Linked DNA regions of Zea mays: region 2 is linked to region 1. Evidence: chromatin contacts called from public Hi-C data. All regions are on one chromosome and are shown on one strand. The core of a region is the stretch at or near the end of the contact, and the rest is flanking DNA. Distances in the headings are between cores, read along the strand shown.

What was found. A called contact is a pair of places that touch in the nucleus more often than the background predicts.
Region 2: a Hi-C map of ear shows a contact between it and region 1, with 2.7 times the contacts expected there. The contact joins the promoter of LOC103641360 here to the promoter of LOC109942858 in region 1. A contact is called at or near these places in 2 of 25 Hi-C or Micro-C datasets (ear and leaf).

The regions. Positions count from the first base shown.
Region 1 is chr10:88,979,845-88,987,303 of Zm-B73-REFERENCE-NAM-5.0, forward strand. LOC109942858 (G-type lectin S-receptor-like serine/threonine-protein kinase At2g19130) reads right to left here and starts at 3,583. Exons shown (of 2, transcript XM_035963256.1): 1 at 3,444-3,583; 2 at 2,388-2,994. The coding sequence starts at 3,583. The coding sequence ends at 2,388. It also overlaps the pseudogene LOC100217239 and the pseudogene LOC100275014.
Region 2 is chr10:89,204,390-89,211,848 of Zm-B73-REFERENCE-NAM-5.0, forward strand. It overlaps LOC103641360 (transcription factor MYC2), which reads left to right and starts at 4,950. Exons shown (of 3, transcript XM_020546050.2): 1 at 4,950-5,729; 2 at 5,842-6,210. The coding sequence starts at 5,064.

The DNA.
Region 1 (7,459 bases), core at 2,333-4,832:
TTGGAAAGGCATTTAAACCATATAAATTAGTAAATGATACAAATAAGGGGCATCTTCACATGAAGTGAGTTTGTAACAGTATGGTGACTAATTGTACACTTTTGAGCCAAAAAATAAGGAAATGTAAGAAAGATAGCTCAAACATTGATGTTATAGTTGAAAGTTACGGGGACTTAGTGAGAGATGTGTCCATTTGTGAAGCACCTATATCCACACTTTTGTATAACCTCATGATCTTTTTATATCAAAAAAACTATTACAATTGCCCATGCCAAGAACACTGCTTTGTACTACAACATCACAAGGCCAAGACAACTTTCGTCCATCATACACCTACAAATGAATACACAAGTTGCCATTCATCTAGATCAACATCACAAGGCATATAATAGAGAATACATCTATTCGGTCGATCATACATCTACAAATTTAATGCTTGCAACCATAGTTCATCACAGAGAAATTCAGGGAGGTCGAGGGAGGCCGTAGCTCTGATCTGCAATCAATAATAGTAAGCACAATTAACGAATACATTCTACTAAAATTACACATCTGAGTTGTATGCAGGAACTCAACTCTTGTATCCAACTTCAAATATTCCTCATAATTATTCTGTAGATTAGAAAAGTTTGACTCATTTATCAGTACAAGTGGTACCATCGTTACCATATACATGTATAAAGTTACATGCTCGGATGCTCCACACGTATTTTACTTTTTTCTAGCCTCGCATGTGTAGTTGCATTTATGCAGGGAGTGGCAATAGTGTTCAGAAGTACTTTATGATTTCCCAATCAAGGTCCTGACATATATTGTCAAAGACTCAAACTATATGAATAGAAGGAAATAGGACGAAGTGGAATTACCAGCAGACAATAGGAGGTGTGCCGATGCAGGGGAGCTCCTGGATGGGGATCTTTTTGGCCCTGTTTCCGTCAGCGCTACCACCAGCTTCTTGAGGTCGCCGATAGTGTCATCCTCGGTTGCCTATCGACGAGTCCACCTAGAGCAAGCGAAATCGATGGGTGCGACGCCCACCGCCTAGAGGATTTAGAGGATGTCGTCTGATCCAGAGGACCACATCACCGCAGTGCACAATAGATGCACGAGGACGCCAGTGAGGGGCAGTCGTCGACATGGGCAGCGCCCGCCGCTCGGAGGATGCAGAGGACGCGGTTGGAAGAACGTAGGGACGCAGCGCTGGGCCAGAGGAGCACATCGCCGCAGTGCCCGACAGATGCACGGGACACCGGCGCGGGGCTGTCGTCGACCTAGGCAGCGCCCGCCGCTCGGAGGATGTAGGAGGACGCGAGCGGGGGCTGGAAGAACGCAGGGACAAAGAGCCGGGTTGGAGGAGCACATCGCCACAGTGCCCGACGGATACACGGGGACGCCGGCATGGGTGGTCGTCGACCTGGGCAGCGCCCGCCGCTCGGAGGATGCAGGAGGACGCGGGTGGGGGCCAGAAGAACGCAAGGACGCAGAGCCCGACGGATGCCGCAAGGACACACGGCGCGGGGTGGCTGGCGACTGTATGCACGCGCGGAGCGCCGCGTCTGGCGGCAACAGGGAGGAGGGCTCGAGCAGTTCTATCGAAATTGCTGGGGTTCGACGAAGGATGCAAGAATGGGGAACAATTGGAAATATTGGTGGTCCCACGTGTAAGGAAGTGAACATTGACGGAAACGGCGTGGAAGGACAGCTACCATGTTAGAGCATCTCCAAGAGACTAGCTAAATGGCTCAGCAAGCCAAATTTTAGCTATTCAACAACAAAATAACTCTCCAACAGACTAGCTATCTGACTCGCCAAGCTATCCGACTCTCCAAATTGGCTCCCTCACTAGCCAAATTTGGCTAGCCACCTGACTAGTCAAACTAGATAGATAATCTGTTGAAACGAAGATGCTACATATAAAGTATAATCTTTATGAAAAGGTAAATAGAGAGTTAAATAGAGAGTCAAAAATGAAGATTCTTTTGGAGATGCTCTTAGTTCGTTTCGGCGAGGGGAAAAATGAGGACGAGGTAAAATTAGGGGTAGGAATGAGGGGAGGGTCCCAACTAAGAGGTGAGATATAAAAAACCCTTGTTTTATCGATAGGGAAAAAAATATCATAAATAGGATTATAAGATTTTATCGGAATTTTATCGGTGATAGACAATTTTTTTTACAAATTTGAAAAATAACTCAGTTTGTTTAAATATTATGTAGATTATATTTAGACACATACCAACCAATTAAGTATTGAGAAAAAATAAGGGTTTTTAGTGTACTAGAAGAGTCTAAGAAAACATACAGACCAACTGACTTCTAATTTAAACATTTGACAATACCAATTCAAAAAATTTGAAAATTTTGGCTGATAAAGAAAAAAATACCGGAGCTCACTGATAACAAGAAAAATCGGGTTTATTATATGTCGTATCGTCGATAAAGTTTTCACTAGCAGACTCGTCCAGCAAGGTGTACGTGAAGGACACCTCCTGGTCGTTGTCCACGAACGTGGGCTTCCCCCGCGTCCGTGGGTCCATCTCTAGCAGCGCGGTCAGCGCCGACACGAGCTCCTCTAGTTTCCCAAACGACCATGTCCAGTACACCACGAAGGGGTGCCTGCGGCTTCTGACCACCAACACCCCGTCGGCGTCGATCGCGATGGAGTACACGCCCCGACCTGGATCGACCAGGCTCTTCTTCGAGACGAACTGCCGGCTGAACCCTGTCGCCTTGTCCCATCCTACCTTGGCACCGGGAAGGCCGACGTCCGTTGGGTAGTCGAAGCTCTGCCACAGCGGCGATGCTACTGCTGCTGGGTCAGATACGAGGACAAGGTTCCCGGTGCTCAGAGGAAGGGCACTGGCGTTGCTTGTGCTGTTGGCAACAGCCGTAGCAGCAGCGTCGCCGGTAATGGACCAGAAGATGGACTCAGCAGTACCAGCGCCGTGGGTTAAGACGATGGCGAGGTTGCCATGTGTCCCAAGATTTTGAGCTGTGCTAGCTTGAGCTCAGTGTCAGTGAGAGGCCTCTCCCGGCCTGTTAGCAACCCAAACGGTGGTGAGGACTGGGATCTTGTTGAACCATATTGTCAGCAACATGCCAGGGAAGAGACGGTGATGTCCAGCAAGGAGCCAAGGAGCAGCAGCAGCAGACTTCAGGAAGGGCTTGTTCGGTTATTTTCAATCCATATGGATTGGAGGGGATTGATATGGATTGGAGGAGATTTTGACTTATTAGGGATTGAAACCCTCTCAATCCCCCTCAATCCATATGGATTGGGGTAGAACCGAACAAGCCCGAAAGGGGAAAGCGCGCACCAAGGCTGAGGCGTGGGCTGTGTAAACAAGTAGTCTTGTGTTGGCTGTTGGCTACACCGTGAAGGGTATTTGAGTCTGGAGTCTATACGAACTGGGTATCAAAAAATCAGAATACAAACAAATTATCGCCTTCCTCTGTGCTCTCCTGTCCTCGTCTTCTTTCCCCAAGCTTCTTCTCTACTATCTCTTCCTGCTATCTCTCTAGAAGCATCTATAATGTTAACAGTTGGTACTATAGGTGGTTCAACTCTGGACACCCTTCCTCCCATTCCGGGTAGTCGGCCACGCTCCACTGCTGTCGCTGGCATGGAAGCGGTGACGTAGATTCTCGACGCGATGGCGCATATGGAGCTCCACTTGATCGGTGCGCTGGCGGGCGGTGGTGGCGAGCAAGGCCCTGCATCCTCCTCTGCCACCATCACTTCCTCTGCCACCGCGCCACGGTACGAGTACGACGATGAGGTCTTCGGCTCTTCGGCGGCCCCAGCATACGACGACGACCTGCTTGGTGCCGGCCCCTTCCTCAACCCCGTGACCCCCCCAGACGCATGCTAAGGTGGACAAGCCATCCCGCGACGAGATCGACAAGGTGCTCGCGCTACTGGAGTACCACAAGATGGCTTCGGTGCCAGCATTTTTTGACGACTATACCACCACCAGTAACTCGTGCACCAAGTGTTCGACGATGGGTTTCCCCTACACCAACGTCTCCTCCGTTCACTCCGCGGCTCAAGGCGTTCGACCAAATGCCCAACCCAAGCTTCGATGGAGAGCCTATTTTCGACAAGTAGCCGGACATCCCCATCGCTGAGTTCGTCGACATCTTGTGCCACAGCAACGGCTCCGTTCAGGCCAGCAAAGTGTCCGCGCTGGAGATCATGGGCAGTGGGACGGTCGTGCGCTGATGATCGCGGAGGCCATGCCCTTGAATGTGATCTGTTTGGCTGTATTGCCAACGACATCGTCCGTGGAGATGAGCGCGCCCAGCTTCGGGCACAATGCATCAGACCCACCCATGCACAGGCATGGGAACATCTCGGCGCCACCGTCGGGAGGCTTCTAGTCTCAGGTCTGCACGATGGGCCCTAGCTTATGGTCTCGGGTCTACACGACGAGCCCCAGACCCTTGCCGAGGTCGGATATGTAGCATGTGGCCTCTTCGTGCAGGTCGTAGTGCTGGAAGGCGATGTGTTGATGGATGCCGCGGTGCCAGGGTGGAACACGGTACAGAGGGAGGGTATCTCCACATCCCACACCTCTCGATGTCTCCTCATCAACTCTGGTATTCACAATCAGGAAGCACTTTGCAACGAGATGTTGGAACTGAATGTTGAAACTGACAACTACACCAAGGGCTTTCTGGACAAGCAATGCAAAAATTGTGAAAGTAATATTCTGAAGTCTTGGGATCCAGGAAAATCTTTTGGTCAGAAGTGCTTTGTGGTCCAGATTGTTACGCCTGCAACACAATGTGTTGTGGGCGTGGTACTTATGCTAATTAAGGAGTTTCTTACAATGCATTGGGGTTATTGCCTGAGTTGTTCAGATTACCATGGCTTTTGTGCAGATACTTCCAATTTAGGGCTTGTTCGGTTAGCTCTCAATCCATGTGGATTGAGTGGGATTGGATGAGTTTGAATCCCAAACAAGTCAAACTTCTTCATTTTTTCCAATCCCATCCAATCCATGTGTATTGGGAATAACCGAACAAGGCCTTAAGGGGATTGTCAGGGGTGATGATGGATTGTCAGGGTCATTTGGTGAAATCTTGTTTCATTGCCTGGAGTAATGTCGTAGATTGCCAAAAGATAGACACACCAGCGGATGTCGCAGACTGCGGTCATCTGGGCATACCTATGGATGAAGCAGATTGCAGTACCATGAACAAATCAGCAGGTGAAGGGAGTTCAATGTTCTCTTCTATGGAACATTTAGAAGCATTTCTGAGAGCTGTCCCACATACGGTTAAGCACAGTCTTTGTTCTGAAGATGCTGATCTGGGGAGTTTAGTTGCACGTGTGATTGGCTTGTCCGTCCATGCAATGTTGGTTAAACACAGAATGATTGCAGTGAGGTCAGTACTATTGCTAGTGGACAAGGCAATTTCTCAGAAGACAATTTCTCCATCGGCTTGGGGACACTATGCTCGTGTGATTTCGCTGAAGATTTATCGCAGTGCTCGGGGGTTAGGCGACTGTTGTGCTGAAAAGTGGTTCCCAGGTCACAAATGTGCCAATAGTGTACAACTCAATACCATAGAAAACATATGAACCGACAGGCGACAGTGCCTGAGCAGCTCTTCATGCATCTGTCACAAGCAGCTTGGGGTGGTTTAGAATGTGCCCACACTGTGAAGTTTCAAGGTTATATCAACCACCAACCAGTGATCATCATCATGGACAGTGGCAGCTCACATTCTTTCTTGAGTGATTCACTAAAGCATCTGTTTCCACCTTCACAGTTGCTACCATTTTCATTGTTAGTCCGAGTGGCTAATGGAACAGTGGTGCATTGTCCACATGAATTGTTACAACTGCAGTGGCGAATTCAAAAGTGTGTTTTCCTTTTGGATGTGTCCTTGTTGCCCCTGCCTTGTTCTGACATGATGGTCGGCATGGATGGGTTGCAAGCTTGCAGCCCTATGAGAGTGTATTGGGCACAAAAGGGGTGGACTATTCCATATCAGGGCAGAACAGTGGTGCTGCATGGTCAGTCAGCTCCGACGCCTATGTGCATGGTGGTGGAGCTCTACCTGGTTCAGAATATGTCAGTGCCCATATCACGAAGTGCCTATATCAGGTGCCTGTACGCAGAGAAGTGGTTTGTTGAACACAAGTGGGCCAGTATAGTCCAATTACATGCCATTTACGAAGTATGGGATTCTCTGACTCTGGAGGAGTGTACAGACTCAGTTCCTGCATACTTTGCGTCTGCCTGGAGGGCTTCAGAGTCTGCCACTACTTTGCGTCTATATGGCAATATTCAGCAGTTACCGTTGGTGGTTCTCATTTCCTCAGGATCATCACACACCTTCATCACTGATTGTTTCTTACACAAGTTCTCGAAAGTTCAACACATGCAACAGGCAATCACTGTGAAAGTGGCTAACGAGCTTACTTTGTTGTTGGCGATTCATTACCTCTCAATCTTCTGCAATACCGTATGGTCAAGCTTACTTTCTAAAGAAGTTCGCGCTAAATTCCCAGGTGTACCAGCTTGGGGACAAGCCGGTTTTCAAGGCCGGGGGAATGTCAGCAACATGCTAGGGAAGAGACGGTGATGTCCAGCAAGGAGCAGCAGCAGACCAGGAAAGGTGAAAGCACGCACCAAGGCTGAGGCGTGGGCTGTGTAAACGAGTGGCCGTGTGTTGGCTTCACCGTGAAGGGTATTTGAGTCTTGAGTCTGTACGAACTGGGTATCGAAAAATCAGAATACAAACCAATTATCGCCTTCCTCTGTGCTCTCCTGTTCTCGTCTTCTTTCCCCAAGCTTCTTCTCTACTCTCTCTTCCTGCTATCTCTCTAGAAGCATCTATGATGTTAACACATATGCCGAGGTACTCGCTAGGCGAGGTGGTGGTGCTGGCGCTGGTGTTGCCTGCGGCTGGGACGATTGCCTGATGCTGGAACCGAAAGAAGCCGAGCGCGAACTTGGCATTGCTTGAGATCAGCTTCTCGCACATGCCGAGGAACTCACCGGGCGCAAGAGTATCGCTCTTAGCAGTTGCTGCCAAGCATGTGGTTGTCAGCACAACAACCATCAACGTTGAAGACACAGCCGAGAGTGGCGGGAAGGCGCAGAGAGCCAAACGTGCTCGTCGTCCGAATTCTAAGCTATCTAGGCCAAATGAGTAGGCTGTGACTGTTAGAGATTTAGGCATTTTCCGTATTATTTTAATTCCATAAATTAACATTATGATGATGACATATAACAAATAATTAACCATAGAAATCGTGATCTTAAATTGATCCATACCAATATGAATTAAGAGAACATAGAGCATGTGAATCATATCTGTACTAACTATTAAGGGGGCAGTGTAGACTGCCCCCGCTCCCTACCCGCACGCGCACGCCCCGCAAGGCCGCAACGGCCTCCCGCACCGCACGCCCCGCCGTCTTCCGCTTGCCCGCGTGCCGCAGCCG
Region 2 (7,459 bases), core at 3,700-6,199, 230 kb after region 1:
ATGGCGCTTCCCCCCCTTCCTCCTTGAGGAAAGGCGACAAAGGGGCGTATAATAGAAGTCGAGACAGTCCTTGATCGTCCTCTTGCTTCGTGCAGAGGCTCGGGGCTGCTCTCGCAACCCGGCTACGACCAAACTGTTGACAGCGTCAACAAACCAGCCTGAAGGACTCAGAACCTGACCATGCACCCGGGCTATGGCCAGGCCGAATGAGGGAACAACAAGACCGGCCGAGGCATCACGAAAAGCATTAAGACCTCAGAGGAGTCAAACCACTCCTCCGAGGCCTCGGGGGCTACACCCGACGGGTGCGCTTGCGCGCACCCATCGGAACGAAGTATAACCGAGAAAGGCCGGTCCCCTCACAAAAAAAGTGCAGCAAAGCCTCAAAGCGAGTACCAACACTCCCTCTGAGGCTCGAGGGCTACTGTCGGGTATCGTAATTAGGGGTACCCCCAACGCTCCTAAACACGACTGGTAACCACCCTCAGCACAAACTGCAAAGACTGATGGGCACGGTTCAAGACAAGACCTCGTCTACCAAGGGACGCAATCTCGCCTCACCCGAGCCCGGCCTCGGGCGGGAACAGTAGTCCCGGATGAATTCACGCTTCGCCCGAGGGCTTCCTCAGGCGGCGGGCGTACCCTCGGCTCGCCCGAAGCCCAGCTCGGGCAGGCTTCGTCGAGAAGCAACCTTGGCCAACTCGCCTTACCAACCGACCATATCGCAGGCGCATTCAATGCGAAGATCGTCTGACACTTTATTCTGACACGCGCACCTCAGTCGGCAAGGTCGAAGTGACCGCAGTCACTTTGCCCCTTCACTGACCGATCTAACAGGAAAACAACGCCGCTCGCCCCGCTCCAACTGCTGTGCCACCCACCGGGCACCGGGGTAAGGCTGACAACAACCGAGTTCAGCCTCGGGCCCAACAGGAAGCTCTGCCTCGCCCGACCTTAGGCCTCAGCCTCGGGAGGAGGTCTCCGCCTCGCCCGACCCCAGGGCTCGGCTTCAACATCAACCTCAGGAGGAATCGCGTCCTTGCCCGACCCCGGTCTCGGCCTCAGGAGAAGCCTCCGCCTCGCTCGACCTTGGGCTCGGACCGACCGCGCCACAGGCGATACATCATTACCCTACCCCTAAGCTAGCTCAGGCTACGAGGGAACAAGACCGGCGTCCCATCCGGCTCGCCCCGGTAAACGGGTGATGATGGTTCCCCGCGTGCGCCCATGACGTCGGTGGTTCTCAGCCCCCTACGGAAGCAAGGAGACGTCAGCAGGATCCCAGTCGCACCGCCAGCTGTGCTTCTACAAGGCTCAGGCACTCCTCCGACGGCCACGTTATCTCGTACACAAGGCTCAAGCACTTCTCCGGCAGCCACGTTGGCATGTACACAGGGCTCAGGCACTCCTCTGCCGGACACGTTAGCGCATAGCTACACCCCCCATTATACATCTGGACCCTCTCCATGCATTTATAAAAGGGAGGTCCAGGGCCTTCCTGAGAAAAAGGTCACGCGGGGAAACGGGCAAACGAACAGGCTCTCTCCCTCTCTCGCTACGCTTGTAACCCCTACTACGAGCACCCCCCGGCGCGAGATAATACATTTCCCCCTTGTGTTCCATCTTGCGCCAACCCATCTAGACAGGGGCACGCGGCGATAAATTCACTGGTCGGCTCGGTCGAGGGTCCCTCGGGGTCCGAGACGCTGACATTGGGGAAGAGCGACGATTTGTTGAAGGCCGAGGCGGCGAGTCCTTCGTCGTCGGAGTCAGACGAAGAATAATCCGAGTCCCACTCTTTGCCAAGGTGTGCCTCGCCCTTCGCCTTCTTGTAAACCTTCTTGTTCTCCCTCTTCCCATGTCTTTCGTCTCCCTGGTCATTTTCATTATCGGGACATTAAGCAATAAAATGACCTGTCTTACCACACTTGAAGCAGGAACACTTTCCCTTTGCCTTGTTCTTGTTTGAGTACTCCTTGCGTCCCTTCAATGCGGTCTTGAAGCGCTTGATAATGAGGGCCATTTCATCCTCATTTAGCCCGACTGCCTCAACTTGCGCCACCTTGCTAGGTAGTGCCTCCCTGCTACTTGTTGCTTTGAGAGCAACCGTTTGAGGCTCGTAGATGGGCATTGGACCATTTAATGCCTCATCAATGTATCTTGCTTCCTTGATCATCATACGCCCGCTTACGAACTTTCCGAGTATTTCCTCGGACGTCATCTTGGTGTACCTAGGATTTTCACAGATAGAATTCACAAGATGAGGATCAAGTACAGTGAAGGACCTGAGCATAAGTCAGACGACGTCGTGGTCCGTCCATCTCGTGCTTCCATAGCTCCTTATCTTGTTGACCAGGGTCTTGAGCCTGTTGTACGTTTGGGTTGGCTCCTCCCCCCTGATCATTGCGAACCTTCCTAGTTTGCCTTCCACCAACTCCATTTTGGTGATCATGGTGGCTTCATTCCCCTCATGAGAAATCTTGAGGGTGTCCCAAATTTGCTTGGCATTATCCAAGTCGCTCACCTTGTGGTACTCGTCCCTGCACAAGGATGCTAGCAAAACAGTGGTAGCTTGTGCATTTTTATGGATTTGCTCATTAATGAAAACGGGATTGTCAGTACTATCAAAAAGCATTCCGTTTTCAATGATCTCCCAAATACTTGGATGGAGAGAGAATAGGTGACTACGCATTTTGTGACTCTAAAATGAGTAGTCTTCTCCATCAAAGTGCGGAGGTTTCCCAAGTGGAATCGAAAGTAAATGAGCATTGGAGTTAGACAGAATACGAGAATAGTCAAAAGAAAAGTTTGAGTTAACCGTTTTCTTTTTCTCGTCGTCGTCGTCTCTTTAGGAAGAGGAAGACTCGTCGCTGTCGTAGTAGACTATCTTCTTGATGCGCCTCTTCTTCTTCCCGTCCTTCTTCTTGTGACTTGAGCCAGAGTTAGTGGGCTTATCGTATCTTGGCTCGTTGAGGACGGATTCCTTCTCCTTATCGTTGACCACCATCCCCTTTCCCTTAGGATCCATCTCTTCGGGCGATTAGTCCCTTTCGTGAAGAGAACGGCTCTGATACCAATTGAGAGCACCTAGAGGGGGGGTGAATAGGTGATCCTGTAAAAAACTTAAAACTTATAGCCACAAAACTTGGTTAAGTGATAGCACAATGGAATCAAATGGCTAAGGACCGAGCTCTTGTGAAACACAATAGTCACAAAGAAAATAAGCACAAGAGACACGGTGATTTATCCCGTGGCTCGGCCAAGTATAACACTTGCCTACTCCACGTTGTGGCGTCCTAATGGACGAGGGTTGCACTCAACCCCTCTCAAGTGATCCAATGATCGACTTGAATACCACGGTGTTTTTCTTTCTTTTACTCTTTCCCGTTTGCGAGAAATCTCCACAACTTGGAGCCTCTCGCCCTTACAATTGATGATCACAAAGAAGCACGGAAGTAAGGATGGGAAGAGCAACACACACAAGACTCAAAGCACGAGCACAATCACGCACACAAGCCACAACTTGAGCTCACAACACAACTCAAAGAGTTCTCTACTCAAATGGAGCTCAAGTCACTATCACAAAGAATCGAATGCGCGAGAATGAAGTCTTGGTGCTTAGGAATGATCAATGAATGCTTGGGTGACTCCTCCATGCGCCTAGGGGTCCCTTTTATAGCCTCAAGGCAGCTAGGAGCCGTTGGAGGCATTCTTGGAAGGCAATTCTTGCCTTCTGTCGGGTGGCGCACCGGACAGTCCGGTGCACCACCGGACATCCACTGTTCATTGTCCGGTGCGGATCTCCTTCTTAAAATGGCACAGCCGACCGTTGCAGAATTGTAGTCGTTGGCGCACCGGACACTGTCTGGTGCACACCGGACAGTCCGGTGCCCCCAGCCGACCGTTGGCTGGGGCCACGCGTCACGCGCGGCCGACCGTTGCGCTGGCGGCCGTGGTTCACCGGACAGTCCGGTGCACCACCAGACAGTCCGGTGAATTATAGCCGTACGCCGCCGACGAATTCCCGAGAGTGGCCAGTTCATCAGAACTAGCCTGGCGCACCGGACACTATCCGGTGCACCACCGGACAGTCCGGTGCACCCAGACTGAGTAGCAGTTGGCTGTACATAGCCAACTCTTTTCCAATCCTTTTCTTTTCCTGATTCTAGCACTTAGACAAATATATTAGTACACAAAAACCAATATACTAAGTCTAGAACCATACCTTCTTGTAGATTTGCACTTCATCCATCATTTAGCATATAATTACTCACTCAATATGTGTTGGGCACTTAATCACCAAAATATACTAGAAATGGCTTAAGGGCACATTTCCCTTTCATTACTGTCCGTTGGCCTCCCTCTGCGCGTGTATATATACGAGGAGGGATACGAACTTCCTTAGACACGTTGCGTACAACCAATTCCCGTCCCATCTTTTGCGAGCACAAATAGTGTGGGAAAGCAGGCCTCTGAAATCGTCGTCCGCAGAGAGACACTTGCACATGTGTGCGGGCAATCAGGTTTTTGGGGAGCGTACTCGCGACTGCTCGCTTCGTCCGCTCGACCAACACTGATCAAGTTTCTCGTCGCCGGCACCGTTCGTGGGACTGCACTGCATACATCTGCCTGCGTCGACTGCTTACGACTAAATCGAACATACACACGAGATGTCTCGTGTGAATGGAGCCACTGAGCATCGGTCCCTCCATAGAGTACAATATGTTCTTTGGATTTGTGCGTATTTTACTGTTGTTTACTACTTATGTGAGTAGTGATACATATACACATACATGTGGTCACATACATTATTGTGATTTTCTGGATTAAATTAAAACTGAAAATGTTTATTTCTCCAACATACTAATGAATTAGTATGTATTGTTGGTGCCATAAATTTTATAAAATATACTTATTTTTAAATTATAGGACATTTTTAAAGTTGGAGATGCTTTATAAAAAGGGAACGCCTCCCCACGTACGATTTGCTGTTGCATTATTGCAAGAATTTGGATCAGCTCTACCATATTTTGTGGTGGTTGAGACTTGAGAGCGCTGTGTTAATGGAGGCAGCAAACAACATGGAGGACACAAGCCTGCTCATGGAATGGGCGATGGACACGCTGCTGCAGGAGGAGGAGGAGCCTGCGGCGCTCTACGACAGCTGCGGCGAGGCAGTAGCCGTCTTCCCCTCGTTGCAAGGGCTCCGCGACGCCTCCCACGCGGCGGAGATGGTGCGGGAGCTGATGGCCGCCGTCGAAACCGACGACGCGGCAAACAGCTGGACGACGAGCGGTTCTGGCGGCGAGGTCACCGACGGCGGCAGCAGCGGGGCCACTGACCCTGCAGCCCCCGCGGCTGCGGAGGCCGCGGATTTCTACGGCGGCTCCGGGCCGCCACACTCGCCCAACTCGTTCCCGAGCGGCAAAACCAACACCAGTCTGCCCACGGTGAGGGTGAGCTGGAACTTCGTCACCGGCTCGGCGGCGGCGCAGCCTCGCAGCGACGGCGTGCTGGAGGAAGGCGCCGTCCCGATACGCCGCGTGCCGCCGGAGCTGGCCCACCGCCGCCGGTCGCCGCCACCGCCGCCGAGAAGAGCCCACCACCCAACACGCGGCATGGGAGCCGCGTCGTGCACGCCGGAACACATCGTCGCGGAGCGCAAACGCCGGGAGAAGATCAACAATCGCTTGATCGAGCTCTCCACCGTCATCCCAGGACTCAAGAAGGTCCTTTCTCAGTCCCAGCCGATCCATATGAACTGAACCCCTGCCCTTGTTCTCTCTGCACTCTGCTGCATCGATCAAATCCCCGATAACCTGCTCGATCGTGGCATGGCAGATGGACAAGGCGACGATCCTCTCCGACGCAGCCAAGTACGTGAAGGAGCTCCAGCAGCGGCTCAAGGCCCTGGAAGAGGCTGCCGCCGCCGCCGCCGGCAGCAGCAGGACCAAAGCGCCGACGACGACGGACGAGAATGGCGGCTCCCGGTCGCCGACGTCGGCATCGTCGTCGTCGGGGTCACCGGCGCTTCCGGAGATCGAGGCACGCTTCTCCGAGAGGAGCGCGATGGTGAGGATCCATTGCGGGGGCGGCAAAGGGGTGGCGGCGGCAGCGCTCGCCGTGGTCGAGGGCCTCGGGCTCACCGTCGTCCATGCCAATGTCATGCCCTTCTCGATTTGCACTATCATCATAACCATCACGGCAGAGGCAAGTCCGTTTTCTTTTTCTTTTTTTTTTGTCAGACATGTTTGATCTCTGTGGTAAACAGTTTTCAGATTAATTTAGCACTTTTGCCTCTAAACCGACTGACTAATTGTTAGCCAGAGAGCTGGCAAACTATTTGCCCATCGACCATTTGAACTTATTAATAGATACTAATACATCATATAAAAGAAAAAGAATATATTAGTCAAGACTCCAAACATACTCTGGTTGCTAGCTAATTATTTACCAACTAATTGTTAACTACGGACAAACAATTAACCACGAGGATCTAAACTGAGCCTTACTTTAGAAGATTAATGCATTCACCACTCTCTGATCTCTGCATGCTTTCTATATTTGAACATATAGGAATAGGATGTACTAAAAATACTAAACTTCTGATTTGGTGTACCAAATGCCTGAAAATGCGTTGTTTTAGTTAGCTGGTTAGGAACATCTATAAGGGCTTGTTCGGTTAGCTCTCAATCCATGTGGATTGAGTGGGATTGGATGGGTTTGAAACCCAAACAAGTCAAACCTCTTCTCATTTTTTTCCAATCTCATCCAATCCATGTGTTTTGGGAATAACCGAACAAGCCCTAAAATGGTGGGAAAATAGAAGACAAAACACAAATAGCTGGTTGAGATCATTTCAATATTAAAAACATATAATCCGCACGTCATTAATATTGATAGTCTATGTTGTAAGGACGGTTTGGTAGTACAAACCAAATAGTTAAGTTCAGTTCATTCCTACTCTCAATGAAAAGCATGCCATGTTCCCGAAATAATAATATCAATTCTTCCTTCTTAGGCCAATATCAGTGAAAGTTTTATTCTGCTTTTAATATATATACTGCCACAACACAAACACTTCCGATAGAATTGCCAAGAGATACAAAATAGGAGTTTCATGATGATGAGTCTCTCTAGATTCGGATACCAACTCAAAAATAAGCCACAAAATTATATGTCCACATGAAACAAAATAATAAGACTGCATCGAAACTAACCGTTTCATCCATATTTTATTGTATTCTATGTTAAGAATAACCATATGAAACTCTGCATAGAGAATGACCTTATACAATTTTAATTATGTGAAATCCCTACACTACCGAAAAACAAGTCATTGCCGAGTGCGAGTGCTAAGTACCGGAAAATAACGCTATGAAATCCTTGCCGACTACAAAAAAGTTTTTGCCAAGTGTCTGAAACACTCGGCAAAGAAATCGAGTCCGGTAATGTTAGC